Regions from separate parts of the Arabidopsis thaliana genome. Here region 2 is linked to region 1. Evidence: chromatin contacts called from public capture Hi-C data. All regions are on one chromosome and are shown on one strand. The core of a region is the stretch at or near the end of the contact, and the rest is flanking DNA. Distances in the headings are between cores, read along the strand shown.

Region 1 (4,794 bases), core at 1,380-3,879:
ATTTAAAATCACACCTCGGATGGGCCTTTGGAAATCTTCACAACATCATTTACTGATATTTGTTTCTTGTTCAGATCCAAGGCAGTAAATTTTGAATCAAACGGTCCATTCTGCATTTCTTTTTTTCCAACAGTGACTACAACGGGTCCATCTATACCTTCTTTCAGAACCTGTAACATTTGAAAATCATCAGAGACAGGCCATAGGGTATTAAGAGATGGTGAATAACTACATACCTTGTAACCGTCACCTTTGTCATCCACACCCACAATCAGACCAAAGTCTTTTCGACTACAAAGGGAAAGATAGGAAGTGCTTAACATATGAAATTACAACAAAGACTTGCAAAAAAGTACAGTTATGGACGAATCCTTACCTGAAACAAACTAGATTATATAACTCATAGCTACTTTCTGACTTGAAATCTGATGAACCTTCTCCTTTTCCACCCCTTGACCCTTCTCCTTTTCCACCCCCTGATCCTTCTCCTTTTCCACCCCCTGATCCTTCTCCTTTCCCACCCTCTCTGCAGGTTGGAAGAATCTTTTTCTTCCTTTCTTCACCATAAATTTCTGAGATCCACTCTACATCACCAGTTTCTTTTCGGTCTACAGGCGTAAATTTTAGTAACTCATCCTTCGTTGGTATAACCCCCCAGGAAGATATTGAATCTAAGGATACTTTCTTATAGAGATACCCATCTTTCAGCATCAGACTATCAAGATGTTCAAAAGTTATTCCAGTATCACGATCTCGCCTCACTTGAATGAGAGGTCTGAACTCCCTGTGATAAAAGAGAGGAGAAGAAAGATTAGAAAGGTGGTAATTATTTACCAAACGAGAAGAAAAGATCAAGCTTTTACTCGAGCTCGCTTGAACTGATCAATCTTGGAGCTGGAGTCTGGCCTTTTTGGACAGTAACTCCCCCACCCTGCACCAGAAAGTTAGAGTAAAGCACAGAGCAAACGATAAGATGACATGAACGCACAAGAAAAACAGTCCCAAAATTAGTGGCACAGACAAATAAATGAGCGAGGAGACAGGGTAGCTACATATTTCTGGGTCAAGGCCTGAATATCAATCCTCGGAATTAGCTTTATTAGTGCTTTATTCCGAGTGTCACTCACAGCCACAATCTACAAGGACATATAACATAAACAGATTAGGAGGTAGCCTTACCAAGAAAAGAATATGAAAAGGAAACATATACAGCAAAGTAAATTGTACCTGAGCAAGATCTCCTTTGTATTTACCATTCTTAACACGAGCCCATGTTCCCTCAGAAACTTTTTTAGTTTTTTTTTGGACAGTTAGCAGATTTGGAGTTTCGGCTTTAGGAAGTAACACCATCCGAGTAGCGTATATACCAACTAAACTCTTGCATGCCTAGGAAAATTAGACAAATCAGAATGACATACACATTATGATTATCCCCAAGCAACATTCTCCAAACTGTCAGATAAGTACGAGAATAATCCAACATAGGCATGCTAAATGTTCAATACCTCAAGAACATCATGTTCCTTGTCCGCTTCTATGAAAATGAAACCTTTGACATGGTCCACAGAAAAAACAGATATGATCTCCAATTTGGTGCCTATCTTTCTCAGCTCAACAAATTTGTGCATGAGACAGAAAACGGATCGCCTCTCCCGTCCAATCTACAGGAACAAACCAAATGGAGTGAGCAGAAGTAAGAACATAGTCATACAGGGATAAAGCATAAGTAGAAGAAGCCTTAGTTTGACATACCGCACACTTGACTTTCCATATAGGAGGATCCTTGGAGGTTGGAGCAAGAGCATCCATCTCAATGGCATCTTTGATATCATCATCAGCATATCTAAGAAAACCAGAACCTGGCTTGTATCTTTCTTCCATTATTCTATCAAATTCCTCCTCGTTTAAATCTTCTTCCTTGGGAAAAACAAAGGATGATTTGCCCTTTTCTCCCTTGCCAGCCTTACTACTCTCTTCCACCTCAGGCTCGTCTTCCATATCTGCATCAAAAGAATAGTAAGATAATAAAGTGTGGAACTTTCTGCAATGTTCAAGCTTTAAGAGTATGAAAGCCTTAAAAGTTAAAACTAGACAAAACAGCTCGAAATCAAACGAAAACAAAATGCAAACCCTAAACCCTAGTCACGGAATCAGCCATTCGACAGAGATGACCTAAAAATCGCCACTTTAGATGGTAAAAATCTCAGTAGAAACAAAAACAGACACAATCGGAGACCTCACAAAAGAAGAAACGAAGCAATGAAACCATGCAAAGAAGAAAATCAACGAACCCAGAGAAGATAATGATAAATTACCGTTAAGGAAACCTAATCCGTCATCATCTTCGTCGGAGCTGCCTCCGTAGTAGCCAACTTCAGCTGATTCTTCGAAGAACTGAAGAACCTCAGGGTTTTTGCGCTTCTTAATCCTCAAACCTTCATCTCTGAATTCGACGGAGTTTTTCCTTTTCTGTCCGCCGGAATACGAATCACTACCGGCGACCTGTTTACCCTTTCCCTTGCGATCCATCGTCTTCTTCACGGTTAGTTTAGGGCTTTCACAATTGCATTTCTTTTGAGAGACAAGTAGCAGAGAGAGTGAAGAAAACGTTTATAGATGTGATTGTTTTCCGACTTTTGAGTGGCTTTTTTTTTTACTCTTTACTCTTTTAAGGCCTTTTTATTATCCAATCGATTTGGACTCTTTATTGTTTTAATTAATTTCTCAACTTTTCTTTTGTCTCTACAATAATATTCTGCTTCGTTTTATTTGCCTATTTGGTAATAGATTGAACTTATAGGAAAAAACGAAAATTTTGACAATATGAAGCAATATGTACAGTATACAAAACAATAAATCAAAATTTTAGAATAACATGCGGATGCCTAAGACACTCGTCTCTTGTACATTGATGATGAAACTAAAAAGGCTAGTTATGTGTGCAAGGTTTAACATTGACTGACGAAGCTCAAAAGTCATGTTATGGTCCAAAACAAACCAAAAATAATAAAGGATCAAAATACAAAGCTAAACAGGTCCGCAAACTAATCATATATAAATAAAAAAGACAAGTCTTTTACACCTATAACGCTTACAGAGATATTCATTACCACAAGCAACACACACGACTGAGTGTATAGAGCTCTAACCAAGCATCATTCTCACTTTCTTTCATTAATGTGTCTTAATAACGGTCAAAAGTGGACGACGACGGATAAGCTCCACCACCACCACTTCTGCTCGGTCTCTCATAAGGAGCACCGGCTCTGCTTCTAAACCCTCTTCCCTCCTCTCCTCCTCCACGGATGGGACCACCAGCTCTACCACCACCGTACCTGTCACTGCCTGCACTCGGGGCTATGTCTCTCTCAAAGGACCGAGCTTTGTCATAGCTCCCTGGAGGATAACGGTCTGATCCACGGCTGTATCTATCACCACCTGCAAACCGATCAGCCGGGGCTGCATACCTGTAAAATCACAGATAAGAATAAAGTTATGTAAGAAAAGCAAGTCACTTTGATAACCTTACAATAATCTGAGTTGCATTAGAAACTTGATTCTAACCTGTCACTGGCGTATCGATCACGGGGTATGTAGGCTTCTCTGCTGTCAAACCTGTCTCTAGCACCATAGCGTGCAGCACCGTCGTATCGATCATCTATGTATCGTTCGCGGTCCACATAGCGGTCACGGTCAGCATAGCGGTCAACACGTCCATCAGATCCTCCATACGCACTAGCACGTGAAGAAAAACCACCAACAGGTCCTCCACGACCACCACCAGCAGAAGGACAATCACGGGCCCAGTGCCCAACCCGTCCACACTTGAAGCATTCATCTTCACCAACACGCCCACCTCCACCTCCACCTCCACCAAAGCTTCCTTTTCCAGCAATCGAGTAGCCACTGTCTCTGCCACCTCTAGAGCCATGACTTTCTCCATCATCTCGCCCCAGTTTTGGTTCAGCTCTGTTCACTGAGATGACCCGATCACCAAAGTCCCTTCCATGCATCTCTCTGATGGACTCATCCATAGCGCGGCGATCAGCAAAAGTGATAAACCCGAATCCACGTGAACGACCAGTATCTCTTTCCAGCATGATCTATACACAATACACCATAAAAGCTGATTTCCCAAAGATATATGCATACGTGTAGCTAAAAGTGAGCAGAAGGGCAGTAGTAAAATGAAACGATTGCAAAATCTGAAAGATCATATCAAGCCCATGTGACATCAAGAAACACCCAACCGTTTTAAGGTTCACTGCATAACACTGTGACCCTGCTTTGTGTAGTAAATAGTCAATCAACCTCAACTTCAGAGCAAAACACAGTACAGATCCCCAGAAACTGAATCAACTTTAAAGTAAGTCTCCAATCTCAAGCAGAGGTAGCAGAAAGCACTAACAACTTTTTCTCAGTTCAAAATGAAAAATTCCTCAATTTAAGCCCTTAGATAGTATACTAGTTCATCCCTATTCTCAACAGCCATGTGATGTAGTTGCAAAACTAAAGAGAGGAAGGTTTACAGAGAAGGAAGTCAGTTAATTAGCTGTACTCAAAATTACTGATCAAACATCTGTTTCTACTCAATATGCAGATATCATCTGACATTGATCCAGCTGAAGTCATTCAGATTCACTGGAGCTGACGATTCTTTACATAGCACCACAACCCACAGATCAGAAATACAGAATTCCTCTCACACAAAGAGCTTTATCAGGTTTCAGAAACTTCCGGAAAAGATAAGCACAGAGAACTGGGGTTGGTGGATATAGAAAATGTGTGGCCCAG
Region 2 (4,794 bases), core at 1,191-3,690, 33 kb before region 1:
GATGAGTTTTTTATGATGATTTCAAAGTTCATATCGTATCTCTATTCATAGATAGAGAATCAAAACACTATGTAAAGTGAGTGACATTGGTCGTAAAGTAGGATAATATAGTGAAGATCATGAAGAATAAGTACGACACCCCATGATATTCTCAAACAACCATGATATTCTCGATAATATTAAACGAAAAGTTGGAAAGAAAAATATGTTGAAGACACGTGTTTGAAAACTCGACCTTTTCTTTAATATGTTGTATCTTCTTTTTAGAAATCTGAAAGAAACAGAGAGTAGAAGATGGACTACGCGGCACATCAAAGGAGTACGTGGCATTATATTATTTTTAGTTCTTAGTTAATAAAAGAAGTTTTGTTCAAAACAAAATTAAATAAACGTTAATAAAAGAGGTAGACAAATTATTTTAGTGATATATATTAAATATGTAGGAAGATTTTTGTCACTGTGTAGAATAAACTTGAATATGTTTGTCATTGTGTAGAATAAACTTAATTATTGGACGAACTTTCGTATATTTGTGACATTTTTCAATGCCGTTACGTCTTGTTTCACACGACAACACCACTAGCACTTACTGGAACAGAACCAACATGCACAAAAGTGATATCCAAGCCATGTTTGGTGTTTTTGACGTCGCACACGGCTTAATATCCGTACTCCATAATACAAATTATTTCCGAATCAATGAAACGACTAAAGTGACCGGCGTTTTGTTCCCGCAGCTAGCATGCTGAGACACGTTATCACGTATACTTGTCACTGGATAATAATGTCGCCCAATGACAACAATCCCTATTGGATAATAATGTCGCCCAATATCAACAATACATACTTAAATTTAACTTTCTTGCTTAATAGTGTTGAATAAATGTTTCTCTTTGAGATCTGATATCAACTCGACAACCTTTTCTACAAATACATATGCAATGTATAATTTAAGTTTTAAAAATAAATTATTAAACTCACGCATTGCGTGGATCATTTTATAGTATTATAGATGGACCAAGCTAAATATTTAGAAGACTGTAAAAGATTTTGGCAAATAATCGCAACAAACAAATCAACATAAGAATATTCCACTGAGATTGACCAATAAAAAAAACAATTATGTCTAAAACTGGAGATATAGTAAAATTTATTAATAAGAAACAATATTCATCGGAAAAAACCTCGTAAAATATGTTTAGGATCGGAGTTCTCTTAAGATTCTAGATCATCAACTTGTCATTGCCAGACCACCATCATCATGGAGGCTTGATTCTCGTGTTCTTCATCCGGTTCTCGGCCATTTTGAGAGTGTCACTTTGCCTCTTCTCTTCCTTGGCTCGTTTCAAATTCTCTTTCATTTCCCTCTCCTTTCGAGTTTTCGGGTTGTCACCAGCAAGAGCCGCAGTCACATTTTCTTTGAAAAGTTTCTGGAGATCCCGCTGAAACCCTTCATAAGCATGAAAGCTGCAGTACTCTTCCTTGTTCACCTTCCTGTACATAACTTTCTTCGCAAGAGCAAGTCACTAGCTTCTTTCTTGCGAGCAAGGCAAGTTCAGCTTCTTCAGCTCCAGTTGGTGCTTTAGCAGCCATACTTTTCTTCTTATTCCCGCTAGAAGCTTCTTTTTTTCTTGTCGGCAGTTTTTTTCTTTTTTAAGACTTACAACATGGGAAAAAGAAGAGAGACTGTCAAATCTACTAAAGACCAAGGGAAATTAGCAGAGCTGATGAATGATAATTTAGAGATAAGATGGTAAAGTGAACCTTAGGAAGATCAGAAGATTTAGCATCAGGATGATGAGAGGATTTGACCTTACATGATGAGAGGATATTACATTGGTACGTAGGTTTTAGAAAATAATGTTAATGTTAATGTACTATAATAGAAGTAAATTTTGAAACGAGAGTCAACATAAAACAACATAACACATCGTAAGAGCTATATGCGCAGTTGATTCAAAGGCAAAAAAAATGAGCTATGCAAATATAAGAGCTATATGCAAACAATAGGCAGTTTGTTCACAATTTGTACAGAGAGAAAACGACCAAAATCTACATAATTGTTAGAAATGATTAATCTGAGACCAAGTGTACAAATGGCTATGTTCTCAAATGAACGCTAATAATGAAATGATGTAGAAGAGCATCTTTGCAACCATATTAAAAAGAACTCGGATCACCAATTTTTTTGTCCGCCTAAACCGCTTAGACAGTCTAAAGCGTCTATGCCTATTTTGCTTGGATATCTACGGCATTTTTAACGAAATTTAAATATTTCATGGATATTCATACAATGTAGTAATATCCAATAAAAAAAAATATATATATATATATATAACAAAGTTTGCTGTAAAAAATATTTTATCATTTATTCATGTATATATATTTGTATTATATTATATAGTACGAATGTGTAAATCTCATTTTGCTCTCTTGTACTAACCGCTCTTTTGTTTGAACATCCACGACTTCGAACCGCTCTTGGTTTTCCTCATGTACGGTAGAGCTCTAAGCCAATACTGTAATGTCAATTCTGTAATGCAACCAATGTTGCACACTTATGAGGGGCAGTTTTTAGTATGTGACCAAAATTGGGTATCTCCGGTTTAGCCCAATCGGACTTTTGGTTGTTTCTTTTTTGCGCTGTCAAAATAGCCAATCCGAAATGTTTTGATTTAAACCATTGATTGGAGTCAAAACCAAAACGTGATACGTATATAAGAAAAAACGTGTCCATTCCAATTTCCACCGAAACCCTAAACTCTCAGTTATCGATATTCATCAAAATCATGTGCTACATGACCGTGGAACAAGACGAAGAGGTTTGATCAGCCGTGCTAACATAATTGTTTTAATTTTGGAGCTGTAGCTTTTAGTGACTTTATAAATTTCCCCAACCAATCATGTCCTTTAAAAAGTTGAACAAATGTGGATATCTAATGATTTTTTCACCTCGAAGACTAGGTGACAGAGAGATTTGGATAACAAATGACAGCAATCCCTATAAAATTGGATAACAATATCGCCCAAATTTGAAGAAATCCACTATATTTTATATATAGGAGTGGGACATATCTTAAATGTGAAACACGCCGAGAGTTGTTGCAGTAAACAATTCCTCATTCGAGCTTAGTCAATCTGACAATCTTTATAGAGATACATATAATGAAGTTAAAACTAATAAGATGATAGTGAGCCAAAATTATATAGAAAATATTAAATTTCGAGGCATTATATTAAAGACAAGCCATGTTCTTGAGAGAATATTATGGAACAGAACATTTACCTGTTATTGCTATAAAGGATAAATTTCAACCATTCCGCGATTCAACAAACACCGTCGTTGTTCTTGCCGGTACAGTGAAGCCCCCAGAAAACGAGTCGTAAACTGATTTCTTGACTATTTCATCGGCTGACATCACCTGTTAGTCACTCAGAGTTAACTTATCGCTTAGAGATCTTACAACTTTTCTAATACACAACAAACTGAAAGGTGAAAGCTTGTGATATTGTTCTATTTTCTGTGATGCGTGATTTACCTGAACCGGGTGTAATTCGAGCTTCCTGTCTTTTAGAGCGGGACTGGGATATGAGAACTCAGACGGGCGTGCATTGAAGATTACCACAATGAGTGAGTAGCTGTAGGGGTAACAGCACCATTACTGAACAATGTCTACATATATGAAGCTTTGAAAGATTTGTCGAGTTGTTTTTTTTTTTCTTGCTTACATTGGATCGATCTGAGATACACTTGGGATGCCTCTGTGACCATCTTCAATGCTCATGACAATGGCACCAGGGATTGATGAGGGGCCTGTGTTATGAAATCGCACTCGCTCCTGAGGAAAAAAAAAATAGAGGTCATATCAGTCCACAAGTTTTTGAGATCTCTTATCTCATTTGCGGTGATTGTGAATGAGTCAATACAACCACCGATAAGTCACTTAGAACCTGCATGAGCTTCTGGTAGTATTTTATGGCATAGCAAAAGAAGGATAATAATTCATAGCAGAGAACCCAGTGTAGAGAATTTATTAAACAGTAGTCATCCTGACCTGTATAGCCCTTGCTGTATCTAAACGAAAGAGAGGTGAAGAGTATCTGATGCGTAACAAATCTAAGAAATTGTGGAGGGTGGCAACTATGTGACTGCTCTTAGGCTTGAAAGATGGATCTTGTAGCCTCGGTTTGATCCTAGAGACATGTTCAGCAGGAGCTGACTGGTATCAGAAACATGCAATGGGCGTATGGTTTACTCAGCAATCAGATTTATTGAAGGCGATTCCGTCGGCACTTACAGTGGCCAGTTGTGTTCGTTTTTCCCTTTTGGAGGAAGCCCAACACCCCAATTGTTGGAACTGTAGCTGAAGTCCAGCCTAAACTTGTTGCCGTTCATGTCGATCAGTAGGGGAAATATATTATCAGAGGAAATGTTTCATTACAAGAACGAAAACGCAAACCTATTGAACCAGTCACCGGAGTTGTAAGAATCTCGATCAAGTGATTTCGAGCGTAGAATCTCATCCCCAGCATGGAAGAATGGAATACCCTTTACATGCAGAATAAAACATATTAAGATTTGAACAGAAATCTACTTGGTGTAATAGATTCGAGAATAGTGCCCACTAGCCGTAGTTTGCAGTCCCTTAGTCTACATATAACTAAGTTAAGTTGGAATACAGTAGAGAACCTGAGAGAGGGCAATCATACTTGACGCCAAATGATTGATTCGACACCTTTCATCAACAGATATTTCCATCGGTGTCTGCAAGAACAAAGCAGAAATAAGTCTAT

Evidence for each region. Capture Hi-C pulls out chosen DNA fragments and counts their contacts.
Region 2: a capture Hi-C map of root shows a contact between it and region 1, with 3 times the contacts expected there. The contact joins the promoter of AT5G00950 here to the promoter of KTF1 in region 1. A contact is called at or near these places in 3 of 26 Hi-C or Micro-C datasets (root, seed embryo and vegetative nucleus), 1 of 2 datasets of contacts at active chromatin or transcription factors (shoot) and 2 of 3 other capture datasets (root and shoot).

What each region holds. Positions count from the first base shown.
Region 1 is chr5:1,193,804-1,198,597 of TAIR10.1, reverse strand. It overlaps KTF1 (kow domain-containing transcription factor 1), which reads right to left and starts at 2,629. Exons shown (of 18, transcript NM_001342760.1): 1 at 2,316-2,629; 2 at 1,753-2,000; 3 at 1,506-1,661; 4 at 1,228-1,386; 5 at 1,053-1,136; 6 at 864-931; 7 at 377-784; 8 at 237-291; 9 at 15-170. The coding sequence starts at 2,529. AtRZ-1c (RNA-binding (RRM/RBD/RNP motifs) family protein with retrovirus zinc finger-like domain-containing protein) reads right to left here. Exons shown (of 4, transcript NM_120510.4): 3 at 3,565-4,103; 4 at 2,839-3,467. The coding sequence ends at 3,185.
Region 2 is chr5:1,226,917-1,231,710 of TAIR10.1, reverse strand. AT5G00950 (a long non-coding RNA gene) reads left to right here and starts at 2,440. Exons shown (of 1, transcript NR_142462.1): 1 at 2,440-2,754. LDA (limit dextrinase) reads right to left here. Exons shown (of 28, transcript NM_001342767.1): 22 at 4,691-4,765; 23 at 4,461-4,549; 24 at 4,299-4,376; 25 at 4,056-4,194; 26 at 3,730-3,839; 27 at 3,540-3,639; 28 at 2,870-3,422. The coding sequence ends at 3,312. AT5G00955 (a long non-coding RNA gene) reads left to right here and starts at 1,207. Exons shown (of 1, transcript NR_142463.1): 1 at 1,207-1,812. It overlaps AT5G00960 (a long non-coding RNA gene), which reads right to left and starts at 1,530. Exons shown (of 1, transcript NR_142464.1): 1 at 1,248-1,530. It also overlaps NAMT1.